Linked DNA regions of Mus musculus: regions 1, 2, 3 and 4 are each linked to region 5. Evidence: chromatin contacts called from public promoter capture Hi-C data. All regions are on one chromosome and are shown on one strand. Each heading gives the region's core, a stretch centred on a gene start, on an enhancer-like site or on the middle of the called end of the contact. The rest is flanking DNA. Distances are from core to core; before and after follow the strand shown. Region 1 holds the start of Slc25a14 (solute carrier family 25 (mitochondrial carrier, brain), member 14). Region 2 holds the start of Rbmx2 (RNA binding motif protein, X-linked 2). Region 3 holds the start of Rab33a (RAB33A, member RAS oncogene family). Region 4 holds the start of Zfp280c (zinc finger protein 280C). Region 5 holds the start of Ocrl (OCRL, inositol polyphosphate-5-phosphatase).

What was found. Promoter capture Hi-C pulls out the DNA fragments that hold promoters and counts their contacts. Capture Hi-C pulls out chosen DNA fragments and counts their contacts.
Region 1: a promoter capture Hi-C map of adipose tissue shows a contact between it and region 5, with 2.7 times the contacts expected there. The contact joins the promoter of Slc25a14 here to the promoter of Ocrl in region 5. A contact is called at or near these places in 3 of 39 promoter capture datasets (erythroid cells, hippocampal neurons and liver), 1 of 115 datasets of contacts at active chromatin or transcription factors (acute myeloid leukemia) and 1 of 9 other capture datasets (adipose tissue).
Region 2: a contact with region 5 is called in a promoter capture Hi-C map of adipose tissue, with 2.9 times the contacts expected there. The contact joins the promoter of Rbmx2 here to the promoter of Ocrl in region 5. A contact is called at or near these places in 4 of 39 promoter capture datasets (erythroid cells, hematopoietic stem and progenitor cells, liver and 1 more) and 2 of 9 other capture datasets (adipose tissue and liver).
Region 3: a contact with region 5 is called in a promoter capture Hi-C map of the HPC-7 cell line. The contact joins the promoter of Rab33a here to the promoter of Ocrl in region 5. A contact is called at or near these places in 5 of 39 promoter capture datasets (the HPC-7 cell line, cranial neural crest, erythroid cells and 2 more) and 1 of 9 other capture datasets (liver).
Region 4: a promoter capture Hi-C map of adipose tissue shows a contact between it and region 5, with 2.2 times the contacts expected there. The contact joins the promoter of Zfp280c here to the promoter of Ocrl in region 5. A contact is called at or near these places in 1 of 39 promoter capture datasets (erythroid cells) and 2 of 9 other capture datasets (adipose tissue and liver).

Annotation. Positions count from the first base shown.
Region 1 is chrX:48,621,737-48,624,968 of GRCm38.p6, reverse strand. It overlaps Slc25a14 (solute carrier family 25 (mitochondrial carrier, brain), member 14), which reads right to left and starts at 1,391. Exons shown (of 11, transcript NM_001166450.3): 1 at 1,141-1,391; 2 at 763-1,007. The coding sequence starts at 837.
Region 2 is chrX:48,693,333-48,696,779 of GRCm38.p6, reverse strand. It overlaps Rbmx2 (RNA binding motif protein, X-linked 2), which reads right to left and starts at 1,776. Exons shown (of 6, transcript NM_173376.3): 1 at 1,660-1,776; 2 at 1,345-1,460. The coding sequence starts at 1,664.
Region 3 is chrX:48,517,407-48,520,556 of GRCm38.p6, reverse strand. It overlaps Rab33a (RAB33A, member RAS oncogene family), which reads right to left and starts at 1,272. Exons shown (of 2, transcript NM_011228.2): 1 at 699-1,272. The coding sequence starts at 956.
Region 4 is chrX:48,591,282-48,594,351 of GRCm38.p6, reverse strand. It overlaps Zfp280c (zinc finger protein 280C), which reads left to right and starts at 1,794. Exons shown (of 19, transcript NM_153532.4): 1 at 1,794-2,679.
Region 5 is chrX:47,910,896-47,914,204 of GRCm38.p6, reverse strand. Ocrl (OCRL, inositol polyphosphate-5-phosphatase) reads right to left here and starts at 1,749. Exons shown (of 24, transcript NM_177215.3): 1 at 1,514-1,749; 2 at 1,157-1,236. The coding sequence starts at 1,552.

The sequences.
Region 1 (3,232 bases), core at 142-2,641, 710 kb before region 5:
TAATGAGATCTGATGCCCTCTTCTGGAGTGTCTGAAGATAGCTACAGGGTACTTACATATAATAAATAAATAAATCTTTAATATAAAAAAAAGGAGCAGGGAAGGGAGACATCTAGGTGGGGTAAGATGTGCAAATGCGCACACTCATGTAGAAATGTGCACCAATGGTTTGTACTGAGACAGAAATGAAGGACCCGAGCAGAATAAGCAATAAATTTGTTGGCTGAAACAAGTAAAAGGGGTAGATTCTACTGGAAGGCTTGGAAACAAGGTGCTGGAGGAAGACTAGATCTATTAATAGGCAAGTGAATTAAGGTAATAGCCTATTGTAATTAGCTACTAGGGACCCCGAGCACGGTGGATTGCAAACAGAAGAGGTAGGAAAATAGCTTAGGAGAGTGGGAAGCAGGCAAAAAAAAAAAAAAAGAATGCTAATTGACAATGAGGTTAAACTGTTGAGACATTGACAAAAGACACTTCATGATATAAATGAAGAGGAGGAAAGAGTTAATTTCTAGTCTAGGCATCTCTATGGTTTGGGCAAGGACACACTGGTAGAAAACTATAAATGTCCCTGCTACTACCTTGTCTGAGAAACAAAATTCATGTTGATAATAGCTGTGATCCCAATCAAGTAACTGAACTGCATTTTAATAGATGCCTTCAATGCCTGAACCTCACGAGTGACAGGGGGATAGGAAGTGATGGGGAGCATCTTTCAACAGCATCCCTCACACTTATACAATGGAGGGGGTTGCTTACTCCGCTTACAATCACTGCCGCCGTTGCAAACTTCACCCTTAGAAAAATTAGGATTATTCCGGGAAAGATACCCATTCACCCTCTGGGTGCAGGATCTTGCCAGTTCCTCGGCTGTCAGAGCGAGTTCGTAGAGAGAAGGGAGGCGCCTGAAGGAGGCGGCCTCCCGGGGGGTCGAGGAAGCAGAGCTCAATCGAAGAAGTAAAGCCACCGATGCCAGAAGAGTGAAAGACAGGGAAGGGACTCAGCTGAGGGGAGAGAGAGAGATCAAAGGACCGTTAAGCCCCTCCCAGGCCGGGAACCAAGCCAACCCGGCCCCGCGCGGCCTGGCGCGGCCCAGCCCCGCTCCCCAACCTGGAAGTCCAGGAGCATCCCCCTCACCTGCTCAAGCTCAGCAGACGACTGGGAAGCGGAGGCTACCACAGTAGGAAACGCCACCGCAGCGCCAACCCGGAAGCATTGAAACCGACGGAAGTAACCAAGGCGTCGCCTCGGCAACAGTGGCGCAGCCATCCTAAACTCCGCCCACTCCTAGCCTGGAAAAAGCAAGGCGCGAATGAAAGGAAACCATTAAATTCAAAAGGCCAGAGTCCAGAATCCTGTGCAAAAAGGTCGGCAGCTAGCCACCCGCCTTCCTGCAGGCTTCGGGAGAGAGAGCTAAGGCGTGGGAGTGTAGTAGCTTGTGCAGCTTAGGTGCTCACCAGTGAGAGCAGAGGAGGCGCCTTGTCACCCGCCCACGCTGCATTTACCAGCCAGAGCAGAGGCTCTGCTTTGCCTTTTTAAAAAAATGAGAGAAGGTGGGTGGGGCGTCACGTGGAGGGAGGTGGAGTAAAAGGATTTAAGATACGAGTGGGAGAAGAAGCTCTTTTGTCTTTTTCTGGAACCCTTTTTTAGTGGGTTGCCTCATTAAGCCTTGGTATGAAGGTTTGTGCCTAGTCCTATTGTATCTTGATATGCCATGTTTGGTTGATATCCCTGGGAGGCTGGCTCTTTTCCGAAGGGAAACAGAGAAAGGAATGGATCCGGGAGAGGGGACTGAGAGGAGGATGGGAAAACTGGTTAGGATGTTAATATATGAGAGAAGACGAAGTAAATATTTTTCTAAGTGAGAGATTTTTAAGATGCAACTGAGGACTAGAAGCTGAGCAGAATTTAGAGACTGAACCTACGGTCAGAAAGGGAAATAAAAATGGGGGAAGCAAATAACCCTTATCTGGTGAATGTCAGACAGCAGTCGCTGAAAAATTATGAACATGCCTTGTTCTCAAAGCCCAGAGACAAACTTGGGAACAAGTTGGAAACAGAAAGGGCACCATGAAAAGTTAAAACAAATGAATCTGGAGAAAATAATGGAAAGAGTGTAGCTCTTAATCCGCACCTCACGATCAGCTAAGTCAAGTTTAAACGCCAGCTTCGGATCCCAGTTCTCAGGGCCATTAGAGGAGAACTAGACACTTCTGGGGGAATCCATTAGCTATATTAAGGCTACACCCATTACTTTTAACGTGTCACAGTTTCCACAATCACATGAGAGTTAATAAAAGTGTTTGTTGTTTACATAAGTATAAATAGGTGACTTCAAGGCCTATGGTCCTAAGAGATTATTTGTTGAATGGATGAATTTTTAAATTCATTTATTCCAAAAGAATCTTCCACATCTCATTCACATTTTTTCACTTAAATTCTTACAGCAGCACACATTATAATAGATAGCGTTGGTTCTGTGATGGCAAGAGCTTTTTTTTTTTTTTTGCTTGCTATTTCCTTATAAAGTATAAAGTTGATATACTTATTTTCCCGTCCTAACAACTAAGAAAAATAAGGTCATAAAAGTTAAGCAGAGTTTTGTCATAACTGGCAGAATTCAGATTTCACCTTGAGACTGACTTCAGAGCCCAAGCTCTCTGTTAATGTCAGAAATGTCATTAATCCAGAGATGAGAAAGACCTCATGCATTCCAACTTGTGAATCCTCTGAGGCTAGAGAAACATCTCAGCAGTTAAGAGCACTAGCTGCTCTTCTAGAGAATTCCCACCACTCAATTCCCAAGGCTCAAATAAACCTCTGTAACTCCAATCCCAAGGGAGCAAATGACCTCCCAGGTAACTTCATAGGGTGTGCAGAAACACATGTAGACAAAACACCTATACACATAATTTTTTTTTTTAGTTTTAACGGTGAATTCTCTTTCATTTTAGACATCAGCGAAGCAACACCCTTTCAGACAAATGAGGGATGGAAAACTATACCTTACAGTCCTTATAACTTGGAAGGTTGGGACTCTTTTCAGTGACATGAAGTATTTGTGCAGCTGACGCCTAGGTTTGTGTCTCACATTCAACTCACTGAAACTTGTAGAATTATGGTCTGACCCTTGAACAAATTGCTGTCTTAGCTTTTGCACAATACTATGTTTTCCTACTCAGCCCTTCCTACCAACAATTAATCTAGTTATCCACTAGGTAAATTCTTT
Region 2 (3,447 bases), core at 527-3,026, 780 kb before region 5:
TGGTTGTGACATAAAGAGAATACACGAAAGGTAATATTGTCCCCAGAGACTCAAGAGTTCCCCTTTTACAAAGGCTCTCAGTCTCTAATCTTGGTAAAATAATTCTAAAACAGACTAAAGGGCAAGCTTGAGGTCCATTGTGTTAGCATTTGAGGGAGAGCTGATAGGGAGGCAAGGTGTAAGATTCGCCAGCTACCGGGAGGAGGAGGGAGGAGGGAGCTACAGAAGGGTTGGCAGCCATGCCTTCAGAATTAGGAGGTGGAGCAAGCAGGAGTGCACAAAAATGGGGACAGAGCAGTAGCCGCAAAGGGACAGGAAAACATTTAGATGTGAGATGAGAAAGCCCAGCGTGTTAGGGGCAAGCAGGCTCAGGATTTCCGCCAGCACCCAGAGAACAGAAAGAAAGGGAGAGGTGGGGCTCAGCGAGGCCTCAGAGCAGCAGGTAGACTTAGGGCGGACATCAGCACCACCTGCACTGGGGATCATTTCCCTCCCGTGTCCCTAGCGTGTCTGGCGGTGACTGAGCTTTCCTGACAGGTGTCTACTGGCCAGATGACTTAAAGCTCTGTTGGATTATGTCTGAAGGAAGGGGCACACTAGTATGTAACATGTAGGTTTCCTGAAAATGTCCTGGTATCTACCCAGGGCCAGGGGTGTACTCCAGACTCTATTCTTTTCATCAGAAGTAGCTTTCCCTGATCCTGTCACATTTTCAGGTGGCCTTTCAAATGTTCAGCCGGAGTAAAGCTAATTTTGAATCAAGCCTTAATGTCTTCAAATCCAGCTAATGTCTGACCAGGTACATCACGGTACAGCTAAGGACTAGGAGCAGAAGCCCAGGAGAGGAGAAAAATCATTGTGAGGAAGGGCAGACACACACACGATCGGTATGTGACCGTGACGAAGAGCACAAGCCCCACAGTTTTGAAGTGCTGCAGCATGTGACCTTAAGCAAGTCCAGTAACCTGTCTGCGCCTCCGTTTCTTTGACATCGTGATAGGTTGACTGTGGAATGAACTGTCTCTGAGCAGCCAAGTAGCAAGGTTTTGAATAGAATGAAAGGCAAATACCAATTCTAAGAAGCGCTGAAGGCAACTGAAAAGTGGACCTGTGAGCAGAGGAGCTTCCAGAGTGTGAGGTGATGAGCTTGTTCAGAAGCGATGACCAGGGGCACTAAATAACCGGGGGAGGGGGCATAGGGAGGAGAGGGGAAGGGGTGGAGAGAGGAGAGGAGAGGGATGAGGAGGGGAGGGGAGGGGAGAGGGATGGAGAGGGATGGGGAGGGGAGGGGAAGGGACGGGGCGGACTCTGAAAGGCACTGCTGGAGAAAAATGGGGACCTCACCAACAAAGATCCAGGCGCTGTGCTTGTATTCCGAGTGCCAAGACACCTTTTCCGCCACTCCAAGTTGAACCTCTCGCTCATTCAGTTCATTGATCAGCTTCACCTTAGTCAGAGGGCTGCGCGGGTGGCAGGCAAGCCGGTAAGTGCGATAAGTACTTTTCCTCCCAGCCCGCCCTCTCCCTACCGAGCTTCTCCCGCCCGGAGGCCCGGAGGGCGAGGACCGGTCCCCGCCCTTTCTGGGCGGCCATCCTCAAGCCACTCTCCCTTCCGCGGAGAACACTCCCGCCCCTATCCGCAGAGAAACAGAATCCTTACTTCATATTCGCATCTTCGCGCGGCTCGCTTCAGACGACAACAGCTTCCGGGTGAGGCTCCAAAGCGCTCCCGCGACCCGAACACCCAGCTCAGATTGGAGCACGGGGCCCGCGAGGCGGAACTTCCGCCGGAAGTTCCGGCCCGCTAAGCCCTGGCGCCTGCGCAGTAAGGTGAAGGTGCTTTCTCAGGCATTCGCTCCTGTGGAGGGACAGTTCCCAAGTCAGTCCCCGCCCCCTTTTTGATGGAGAGCGATGGGGGGACCCTGTGTTCCTCTGCCAGTCGGAATTAAATGCCCACGTATAAACAAGCAGGCAAAAATTAGCATTGTCAAACTAGTACCTATCAACTAAAGAGTTAGAGAACTTAAAGGTTGTGAATGAGAGACAATTTATGCACGTTATCTCTGTTAGATCTCAAACCCCAGGCTAAGGCTCACACCATTGGCTCCTCCCAGCACTCCTCACCCTGCCCCTACCCTAAACCTCTGCCTCCCAGGGGGCGGCTCACTTTCTGCCATTTGCATTTTTCATTCAATCTCTTGTTTGTTTCCTTGTGTAGCCTTAGCTGTCTTGGAACTCGCTCTGTAGACCAGGCTGACCGCCCAACAACCCCATGAAATACAGTTACCATCCCCATTTTACAGAGGAAAAAAACTGAGCTTCAAAAAAATTAGCTTGAAGGTCTAGAGAGGTGGCTCAGTGGTTAAGACCATTTGCTGATTTTTTTCCAGAGAACCTGCACCCAAAACAGGTGGCTCACAACTCCAACTTCAGAAGATCCTCCTCTGGCCTCTGTGGGCACTTGCACTCACATAATTTCTGTCTTCTTCAGATAGAAATTCAGTTTTTCCAGCATATTTCTTAAGTAGGTTATTTTTTTCCCAATATATGTTTTTGCTTCCTTTGTCAAAAATTAAATAGGAATAGCTTTGGCATTTTATTCTGGATTCTCTTATTCTATTTCATTGATATTAATGTCTACTTTTATAGCAATACCAGGCTGTCCTTATGACTATAGGTCTATAGTAAAATTTGAGGTCAGGTCCTATAATGCTATCAGCATTGTTCTTATTCCTTGGGATTTCTTTTCTACCTATTGTCTTTTGTAGTTCCATATCAATTCTTGTGTTATTTTTCTAAACCTGTGAAATACATCAGAATTTTGAAAGGTGTTGCATGAAATCTGCAAATTAATTTTGGAAGTATACCCATTTTCACAATATTTATTCTACCAATTCAGAAGCATGGAACTCTCTTTTTCCCCCTGAGACGTGGTCTCACTATAGAGCTTGTGACTCTCCTGGCATTCACTTTGTAGAGCGGGCTGGCCTGAAATTCACAGAGATCCACCTGTCTCTGCCTCCCAAATGTTGTGGTTAGAGGCAGTATGGAACTCTTAAGGTAAGAGACAACATGTAATATTCTCTTTTGAGGCTGATCAGAATATTACGTCTCCATCATTAGGGCCAGAGGTAGAACTCAGAATCCATTCTTTTAACAAGAGGAAGTAACTTTCTCTTAATGAGCTTTAACAAGGCTCTGATACCTCCACCTTTACATATGGCATTCTAAACCTTAAAGAAAGGAAAGATTATTCTAATGGAGGGGCCCATCCTCCAAACTTACTAATGTCTGTCTAGCTACCTAACAAAGAGAAAACATGATGACACATAATGTGTGATATTACCCCATATAGAAGATTTCATTCATCCTGCATATGTCTCTATCAGCATCTGGTCATGAACCATAATGTTCTAAAAGTGAAGGTCCAGAGATGAGTGATGAGTAG
Region 3 (3,150 bases), core at 23-2,522, 610 kb before region 5:
TAATGGGCTCTTCATTCACCAGCTTCATCCAAACCGATCTAAAGCAGCAAGCATCTGGGAGGGACTGCCCCCAAAGAACAAGTTTTGGGAGATTATGAAGAGCCAGCAGGTGACTGTGTCTCAGCCTTTAAAAGGGCTTTGTGACATAACCATGCTCCATGCCACCTCCATCTCAAGTCAGCTCTACTCACAAGTATAAACTGCATTCTAAAATAAAGCCGTGTTCTTGCTCCATTTATTCCCAACCTCTCTAATGTCACAGGGCTTAGCCAGGATGACTTTTTTTTTTCTTTTTTGCAGCCTATTGGCACCCAAGAGGTAGAAAGGACCTCAAAATGTGTAAAGTGCTTTGAGATCCATCCCACAAAACTAGGACCAGAGATGTCTCAGGCCTTTCTGTGTTCAGGGGTGTCTCTCCCGTTTAGGATTGAGAACAATTTCAAACCTGCTTTTCCCGGCCAAAGCTGTCAGGTAGGGGCAAAGGGTAAGAATGCAACCACCCTGGCTTGCCAGAAAATTTGGGTTAGGTGGGGATGGGCCCCTGAAAGAAGCTAAAAGGGTTGTGGATGTGCCCAGGGTCTTGAGCTCGGCAGGTGGCGACACAGCCAAAGCTAGTCATTTATTATCACTAGCAATATACCTCAGGCGGAAACCCCCTCCCAGGTTCCTCCCTGCCCGGACCTGACCAGCAGGATCACCTTGATCTTCTCGCCCTCGATTTCCACGGTCTTCTCCCTGAAGTCCACACCGATAGTGGCCTCAGTCTTGTCTGGGAAAGTACCCCCGCAGAAGCGGAAGGTCAGGCAGGTCTTGCCCACGTTGGAATCCCCAATCACGATGATTTTGAAAATGCGAATCTGCACGTACTGGTCCATCGATGAGTCGAGCTCCAAGGATGCCAAGCCAGCAGCTGAGGCGGGCTGCAGGCTCCCATGGCCCAGGATGGGCTGTGCCATCTCCCCGGGACAGGACCCGGGTCCCAACCCCACTCGAGGGCTCCACACAAAGAAAGCGGCCACGTTAGTGCGCTCAAAGCGAGAGAGCTTTGTGCGTGTGTGTGTGTGTATGTGTGTGTGCTCGCACGCGCGTCTGGAAGTGTGTGTCCGCCCGTGTGTGCGTGCGCCGGCAACGTGTGTGTGCGCGCGCGCGTGAAGAGGGTGCTCTCACCCCAGGCACCCCTCCTCCTTTCCTAGTGCACCCTCCTTTCAGCTCAAAGGCACAGACACAAAAGCTTGAGAGAGAAGAAATGGAGACTGGGCCAGCCTTGAGAGGTCTCCTTCTGCCGGTGTGTGAGCTCTGGGACTGCAGGCTCAGGCTGTGCCGCGCCTTTGCTTAGACCCTCCCCTTCTGGACCCCAGGGACACACTGGAGGGAGAAAGCCTAAGCACAACAGGGAAGGGATGAGGAGTGTGGAACACAGCGCCTCAGGCGAGCCTTCTCTTCTTGTCCCCAGTTCTGTGGTGGGTTTCAGGCTTCCCACCCCTACTTTGAGCGCATAGGCTCGGTGGGCAGTGAGCACAGCTGGGGAAGACAAAGAGCGCTGTACCCTAAGGCATCGCAGGAGAGTTTCGAGTCCGGTGCAGCATTAAGGGGTCGGGATCTGAGATACCTTGTTCACACCTCCACAGCCACTGACAGCTGCGCCACTGTGGTTCCCTGCCTCCCCCCACCAAGTCTTAGGAAAAGGAGGTATTCAGTCTTACTGAGTAAGCAGGTGCACTCTTTGGTGCCCAAGGAATTGGGGAGGACACTGCCAGGACACCAGTGAACGCAGTGGCTTGTGGAGGGCCCCCACGCAGCTGAAAGGAGGCAGACACGGGGCACGGGCGTGAGTGTGTAGGGGGTGTTACTGTTTCTGTCAAAGACTTGCCAGATGTAGGGGGGCTCGTACCAGGCGCCAACCTCCCCTCATCACACCACGAGCACCCACCCTCTGAATGTTCAGGAGGGTGGTTCCCATTGGCTGCCACAGTCGGTTGTGTTTGGCTGGCCAATGAGGAAGGCCCGCCGCGGGAGAGGGCCATACAGAGGCTAGGAGGAGGGGGAACTAGTGGGGACAGTTCCAGCAAAGGGGGACTTTGTTTCTGTGGCTAACCATTACAGGCCCAGGTGAGGGCACTTAGGACACGGCATAAACCCCATGATTCCTGATACACTGAGCCCTTCACAAAGCCATACGGTGTTTCAGATTGGCAGAGTTTGAAGGGGAATTGGAATCCCAAGGAGGGTCCACCCACCCCCTGCAAGTGAATGTAGAATATAGTGGTTGGGTCTAATTTGTCAGAAGCCTAGATTATGCTTGGAAGATGATAAATGAATACAACTTTTTTACGATTTCAGAGGGTAGCTTCCCAAGGCTTACTAACCATCACACAACTTGGTCAAGACCCATATTCCATCTCCCAAAAGTGACTTTCAGGTTTAACATCTGTATGAAGTCAACTTAGGTACGATTTGCATACAACAATGAGTACCCATTTTATGTTTGTTTTAGGAATTTGCTCATCTCCCTTATATTTCATAGGCTAAGGTATCACAGACATATACCATTAGCATCAACATATGAGATATTGCTAATGTCATCAAAGTCAGGGGAGCCAGCAGCACACATGAGCTGCCATTTTGCATGTGAGGCTGATCTACAGGAAGCCTCAGTGTAATGAAATCCATTCCCACTAAGGAAAAATGTAAAAGTAACTTTTGTTCACCTGGTATAATTGTCATCTCAGAGACTTACAGCTTCCATCTGCTAACCTAGGCCTAGGATTGGAAGCTTCTAGACTCTGTATAATCTACTCTAGGCCCAGAATGGTTTCAACCTCTAAGGCTTACTTTTGAATAAGGCCATCCTTTCTAGCTCTTTCTGAATTCTGTCTGACTGGTTCAAGTCAGCTGTTTTGGCCCAAACTCCTCTCTAAGCTGACTGATTCAAACTGGCTTCTCTCAGCTTCTGACTGGATTGCTCTGCTTGGCCTCATACTAACTTTGGCCATCTGTTCTAATCTTCTGGCTCCATCTGCCTGCCTCTGTCTCCTGAGTGCTAGGATTAAAGATGTGGACCACCATGCCTGGACCTAAGCTTTTCTTTACCTGAAACTTACTCTGTACCAGGCTGACCTTGAACTCAGAGATCTGCTTGCCTCTGTCTCC
Region 4 (3,070 bases), core at 545-3,044, 680 kb before region 5:
GCGTCTCCCCGCTTCGAAGGTGAGCGAAGCGGCAGCGATGCGAGCCCAAGGCTTCCGTGCCCTGGATAGTAGGGACCCGAAGCCCGATGGTGCACGGCCCACCATCTTGTTTCAGGCCCCGGGAAGGGAAAGGTCGCCTGGGCAACGCGGAGCATGGGGTGCTTGTGGCGATCGCCGGCGGCTGCCTCCCAGGCCTGGACCGGGCATGGGTGGCCGCGTGGGCCCGGGTTGGGCGCTAGCCTGGCCTCCGAAGGCCTGGGAGGCTGTCCGGGCCCCAGGACCTCTCTGGCTTTGCTTTCTGGAGTCAGCCCCTGGGGCTCTTTTGTACATTGGATAGCGACGGGACCCCCCCCCCCCCCCCCCCCGGCTGCGGATCTCTTCAGTCTTGGGAAAGGCTGATGGTGCATGCCGAACGAACTTTCCACCCTCGGGCTCCTGCGGCCCTTAAGTTATACCTTACCCCTTACCCAGAACTGCTAGCGGGTTTGCCATGCTAGTAGGGCACGGCATTCTTCCCAAAGGAACTGCCCTTCTCTGTCACAGAAATCTTTCTCTCCGCGGGTTATTGTCTAGATTCTAGAAAATAAAAAACCCAGACTGGAGAGACGTGGACTTAGATGCACGATTTTCCATCAGTAAGCTGTGCAGGGTTTTTCGTTTTTAAGCAACGGGGGAAGCATTTCATTCGGAGGAGGAAAGCCTGCTGCAGACATGGAGTCCCTTTCAATGCTCCTCAAGTTTGAATTCTTTTAGGAAGAAGTCTCAATGTGAAGTGAAGCAGTTTCTCCCAGATGTGGAAGATCTTTATCCAAGGACCTCTCTTTGTTTGAGAGGATCAGCTAAGTCTATGAGCTTGAATTTTTGATTTTGTTGTTTGGGGGTTGGATTATCAGTTTCAGTGCCTTTTAGCTCCTCTAAAACTGTATTTGATACATAAATCCAGTTTTAAGCTACAAAAGTTTCCTAGGTATTTGTGAGGTGCCTAAAAGAGATACAGTGTGATTCAAGCCATCTTAAAGTAAAATAAATAAATAAATAAAAATAAAAGAAACACTGTATCTACGAAGGTGCTAATCTGTGCCTTTGCTTTAATAGCCATACAAATGCAATTGTGATAACATTTGATTGAGTGTTTGTTTGCTGCCACTCCTCTACAGGGTTGTAAGGTATTAAAGAACTGTTTTGAGATGAAGAACTAGCTTCAAGAGGTTTTGTGGTCAGTAAATAGAGCCACTTGTGGTGGTTTTAAAATTACCTGTGTGTGAGTCTGTGTGTGTGTGTGTGTGTGTGTGTGTGTGTGTGTGCGCACGCACACACACACACACACACACACACACACACACACACACACACACACACGTTTGTCCTCACAATTTGAAGGTCAGATGACAACATGGTAGTTGTAAGTTCTCACTTTCTACTGTCTAGGTCCCACAGGTAGATCTCTGATCATCATTTTGGGGAACAGACCCCCTTACTTACTGAGCCAGTCTCCAGACCTCCTGCTGTTTGGGTTTATTTGTTTGTTTTTGAGAGGGTCTCATATAGCCTTGTATTTGATATGTAACTAAGGCTATCCATGAACTCCTGATCCTGCTGCCTCAGGATTCCAGCTAAGAGCCTTCATCCCTGTCACCTTAAAACCAGTTCTTATTTATTTAATTTTTTTTTACAGTCCAGATTTTATCCCCCTCCCGGTCCACCATCTTACGGTTCCACATCCCATACCTCCTCCCCCCCATCTCCACGAGAATGTCCCCATCCCCCCACCCCCACCTCACCAGACCTCTCCACTCCCTGAGGGAGGACTCCAGTTTCTTGAGGGTTAAATGCATCTTAAAACCAGTTCATACGCCAGTACTTTCTAGCTTTTGCCTAAGGTTCAATTCATTAAATAATGCCTCATTTATTTTATAGGCATGTCGAAGTTCCAGAGAAAGAAAAGCAAGGAGGTTTGCCTAAAATTTTTAAGAAGTGTTACTCAATTCCCATCTCTACATTTAAAAAAAATCATTTTCCTATTTTTTAATACTTATTATATATACAGCATCCGAACTGCATATATGCCTGCAGGCCAAAAGATGGCATCGGATCCCATTACAGATGGTTATGAGCCACCATGTGGTTGCTGGGAACTGAACTCAGGACCTCTGGAAGAGCATCTTGAGTTCTGGAAGAGCCACATGTGCTGAGCCATCTCTCCAGCCTCTTGTCGCTACAGTTTTTAAAGATGTTATATTGTTTGTACATTTTAGCATTTGAATAATACTATATCCAAGTACGTTTAAAAGCTGAAGAAGAGCATTGGAAAAAGTACTGATAATGAAGAACTGCCAACCTCAGCTTTTCCTATTTAATCCCTTTGCTCCAGTTTCCTAAAATTCCCAATATAGGCTGGCCTTTTCAGCCCAGCGTTTCGCCACTTAACATTACCTTTTTATGAAGGGAAGGGATTCTACGCCTTCCTATTCTTCCACTTATTTTATTTTTCTAGGAGAACACTTAGAACCATACAGAATTTTTGGAAGTACTAGGGATCAATTTGTATATATTAATTATAGCTGAATAATTTTTTTCTTTCTGTTTTCAGGGAGGACTTTGTCTTTCTGGAGCCAGGAAGGTGATGTAATTGCTACCACCAAACCTGAGAACTTGAGCTCAATCGCAAGGACCCATATGGTAGGAGAGAAACAACCCCTTTAGGTTGTCTTCTGACTTTCACACACACACACACACACACACACACACACACACACACACACACACATTTTGAACGATAATTGGTTTTTAGATTAAATTAACTAGTACTTTAGGAAGCCTTGACAAACCCAGTAACTTGAATAAAAATGTACCTCTAGGCTTTTAAAATTTATTCTCTACAAATTGCTTTTACTTTAATAATTGACATAAAGATAAAAGGGTTACAGCAACAGCTATTTGATAACAATTTAGACATGATACTCCTTTTTTATACCATCAAGGCACGATGGTGCATACCTGTGATCTCAGCAGTTGGGAGGCAGAAGCAGGAGGATCACAGCACGTTTAAAGCCAGACCAGTGTACAATTA
Region 5 (3,309 bases), core at 500-2,999:
GTCTTCCTGGATTTTATCAAGTCTACGGAAAATAACATGAATTTCTTACATCAACAGGACCAACCAAGCAGGATCTAGGGACGAGCTACTTCATGGACCTAGATGATAATCAGTTATAATAGCACCCATAGCTGCAGCTACGTTCAGGCCAGGCTAGTGGGACTTTCCTTCTTTGTGAATTAGACAGCCTGGGACCAAGGATTTAAAAGTAGAGTCCAAGACACTTTTTCATGCAGAATCCAGTGTTAAGAGATGGTAGGAACTAAGTGATCAATACCTGTTAAACTGGGGGGAAAAATCTATTCCCAGAAACCAGTGAACCAAGGGAAGTAGCTTGCACATATACAGCGATAGGGCACTGTGATATGAAACGGTCACCGTGGAAACTTTAAAGATGAAGTATTAGTGGCAAGGGGGCAAGGTTAGCAGCTGTGGTGACTGCTTATGAAAATAATCATCTGCTCAATCAGTCATCTGTATTTACTGAGCTGCCATCATCCCAGGAAGAGTTGGAGGTGACATGCACTGAGAAAAATGTCAAATGCCATTCTGTTTCTACACATTTCATTAACTTTGCTTTCCAAATAGTCCGGTCCAGTGCGACAGTGGCTGCCCTGCGCCAACACATTAGTGAATTAATGCATTTGCCTTCAAGCAAACGGAAAAAAAAAAGAGGATCTGGGGACAGGAAGAACCAGTTGAATGGGAAAAAAGACATGTCTGTAACATTAGCAACATAGCATTTCCATTGCACTTTTACTTGTAAGCCACTTTTGCCTGGGTGGTCCCCCAGTTTTATCTCCAATAGCCATAAGACAGTTTATGGTTTTATTCAACTCAAGAGGAAACCAAGGCTCAGAAAGCTTGATTAACTTGGGTTACACAACGCATGTCAGTTACAGACAGGGTGAAGGAACTAAGAACCCAGGCTTCCTGCTTTCCTGTCCATTGAGTCCATCCACTGAGCCACAGGGCCCAGGAGTTATCTAGTAGCTTAGAAGTTGGGGGTGGGAGGCCCTGGCTCAGGCAGCTCACTCTACACACCTAGCTGTGAACCTGTTGCCCTCTTGGCCAAGGTGGGTGGCTCCCTGCGGTTTCAGGCTCAAGGAGGTTTATAGAAGAAGGCGCTCTCCTCGGTGGGAGTCAGATTACTTACTCATACTGCCCATTCCTCCGGGCTAGGGTCAGGACGCAGGGTTCCCGGAGGGGACCCTTCATCTCCAAACCCGCCACCATATGCAGGCACTGGTCAAGGATCTCTAATTTTTCTTTTTCTTTCTTTTCTTTTCTTTTTCTTTTTTTTTTTTTTTTTTTTTTTTTTTTGCAAACGCAGCCAAATTGGGGTGACGCGGGGCCAGACTCATATCGTCAGCTCTCCTCAGCTATCCCAGCGTCCACTCCTGAGCAGGTCCCCTTTCCCTACTCTGCTCGCCCTAGGACATGCTGCACCCCAACCCGCACCCCACGCCCTTACGGCCTCCCTTCCCCTTCCCCCCTTCTCTCAGACGGATACTGCCAGGGGCTGAGCTCCAATCGGGAGCCGCGGCTCCATCAGGGCGGCCTCCAGGCTCTGCGGGGCTGCGGACTGCCAGCGGATTCCACGACACCACCTCCTGCGGCCTGCCGCCGGCCTGCCTCGCCTAGGCGGAGAGGAAGGGCTCCAGCGCTGGGAGCCTGGAAGCCCGGGAGCCCGGGAACCCGGGAGCCCGGGAGCCAGCCGGGGAGCTTTAGAGCCGGGAGGAGAGAGACTGACCAGAGAGAGAGAGCGGCGCCTCCCGCCCCCGCCCGCCTGCCAGGCCGCCGCAGATTTCGCCCCCTGCGGCCAACCTGGGGAACTGCAGCTAGGCACCCGAAGGACTTGGGGACTCCATAGCAGGTCCCTCTTCAAATTGCTATCTGCAACATCCTAGAAGGGATCTGAGGACTTTGAAGATGCTCAGAGAAAAGAAACTGCTACACCAGTTGAACTGGGCCTATAGGACCCACAAGCATACTATTCTCCCACCCCCAAATCCTTAAGGTTTTGAAGGTTATGAAGCCTTCTATTGATCATCGTTTAAGGTGTTTTCTCTTTCCATTTCTTTCTTCTATCCCCTAAATTGGAAAATGACTCATAGCTCAGCCTTCTGTTCTTCTATTTCCCATTTTTCATCCTCTCCAGGTGACTTCCAAGTGTATAAAGTTCAAGCACACAGGGTGAGTCTAGGCCTCTTAGTGTAGCCCATTGTGAAAATACTTCTCATTGACAAAACTAACTCACCTTTTCACTCTGCCACCAGCCCGGAAATTTAAAGCTACAAGCTATCTTCCTCTTATCTTCTCTCCTCCTCCCCACCCCCCACCCCCCCCCCCCCGCCATCACTCTACTATGATATCCCATCTGGGTTACTGAATTTCCCTCCAAAGAAATCCTGTTAGTTGCACTTCTCCTTTAAGCTAGCTTCTTTCTTTCTTTCTTCCTTCCTTTCTTTCTTTCTTTCTTTCTTTCTTTCTTTCTTTCTTTCTTTCTTTTTCTCTTTCTTAAGATCTATTTATTTATTATATGTAAATACACTGTAGCTGTTTTCAGACTGCTCCGGCCCCACTCGCCCAGCCCTCTTGCTGCTTTGTTCAGACACCCAAGAAGAGGGCATCAGATCTCATTACAGATGGTTGTGAGCCACCATGTGGTTCTGGGATTTGAACTCAGGAGCTTCAGAAGAGCAGTCAGTGCTCTTAAGGGCTGACACATCTCTCCAGCCCCTCCTTTAACTTTTCTTCTCTGTTGAAAGCCACCAAAAGTGCTACTATTTCAGTTGTTTGAATACAGACCAGTGGAATGGAGAATATAGCGCTCAAATACACCCACAGGCTTATAGAAGATTAATACTCAGTATATATGTCATTTCCTATCAGTGAGGGAAGAATCTATTCTTCACTAAATAACACTTGGGATATTGATTTTTCCACATGTAAAATTGTAAAATTTGATTTTCATCTCACACCATGAAAAGGGAAATTAATTTCAGGATATCTTATAGTTGGTAGACAACCTGAGCTTACCAGACAAGCTGTGTGTGCTATGGAGAGGTAAGATTAACCAAGCACTTTAGAGCCCAAAAGATCACAAATGAGTCCCAGATATTTGACAGTAAGCTTTTTATACTTTTGGATTTGTTTTGTTTTGCTTTCACCTGATTGTAATCATGTTCTGGTTCTTCTCTCTGGAATAAGAAGGCATGGAACTTGTTTTGGATTTTTTTTCCATTTTTTATTAGGTATTTAGCTCATTTACATTTCCAATGCTATACCAAAAGTCCCCCATATCCA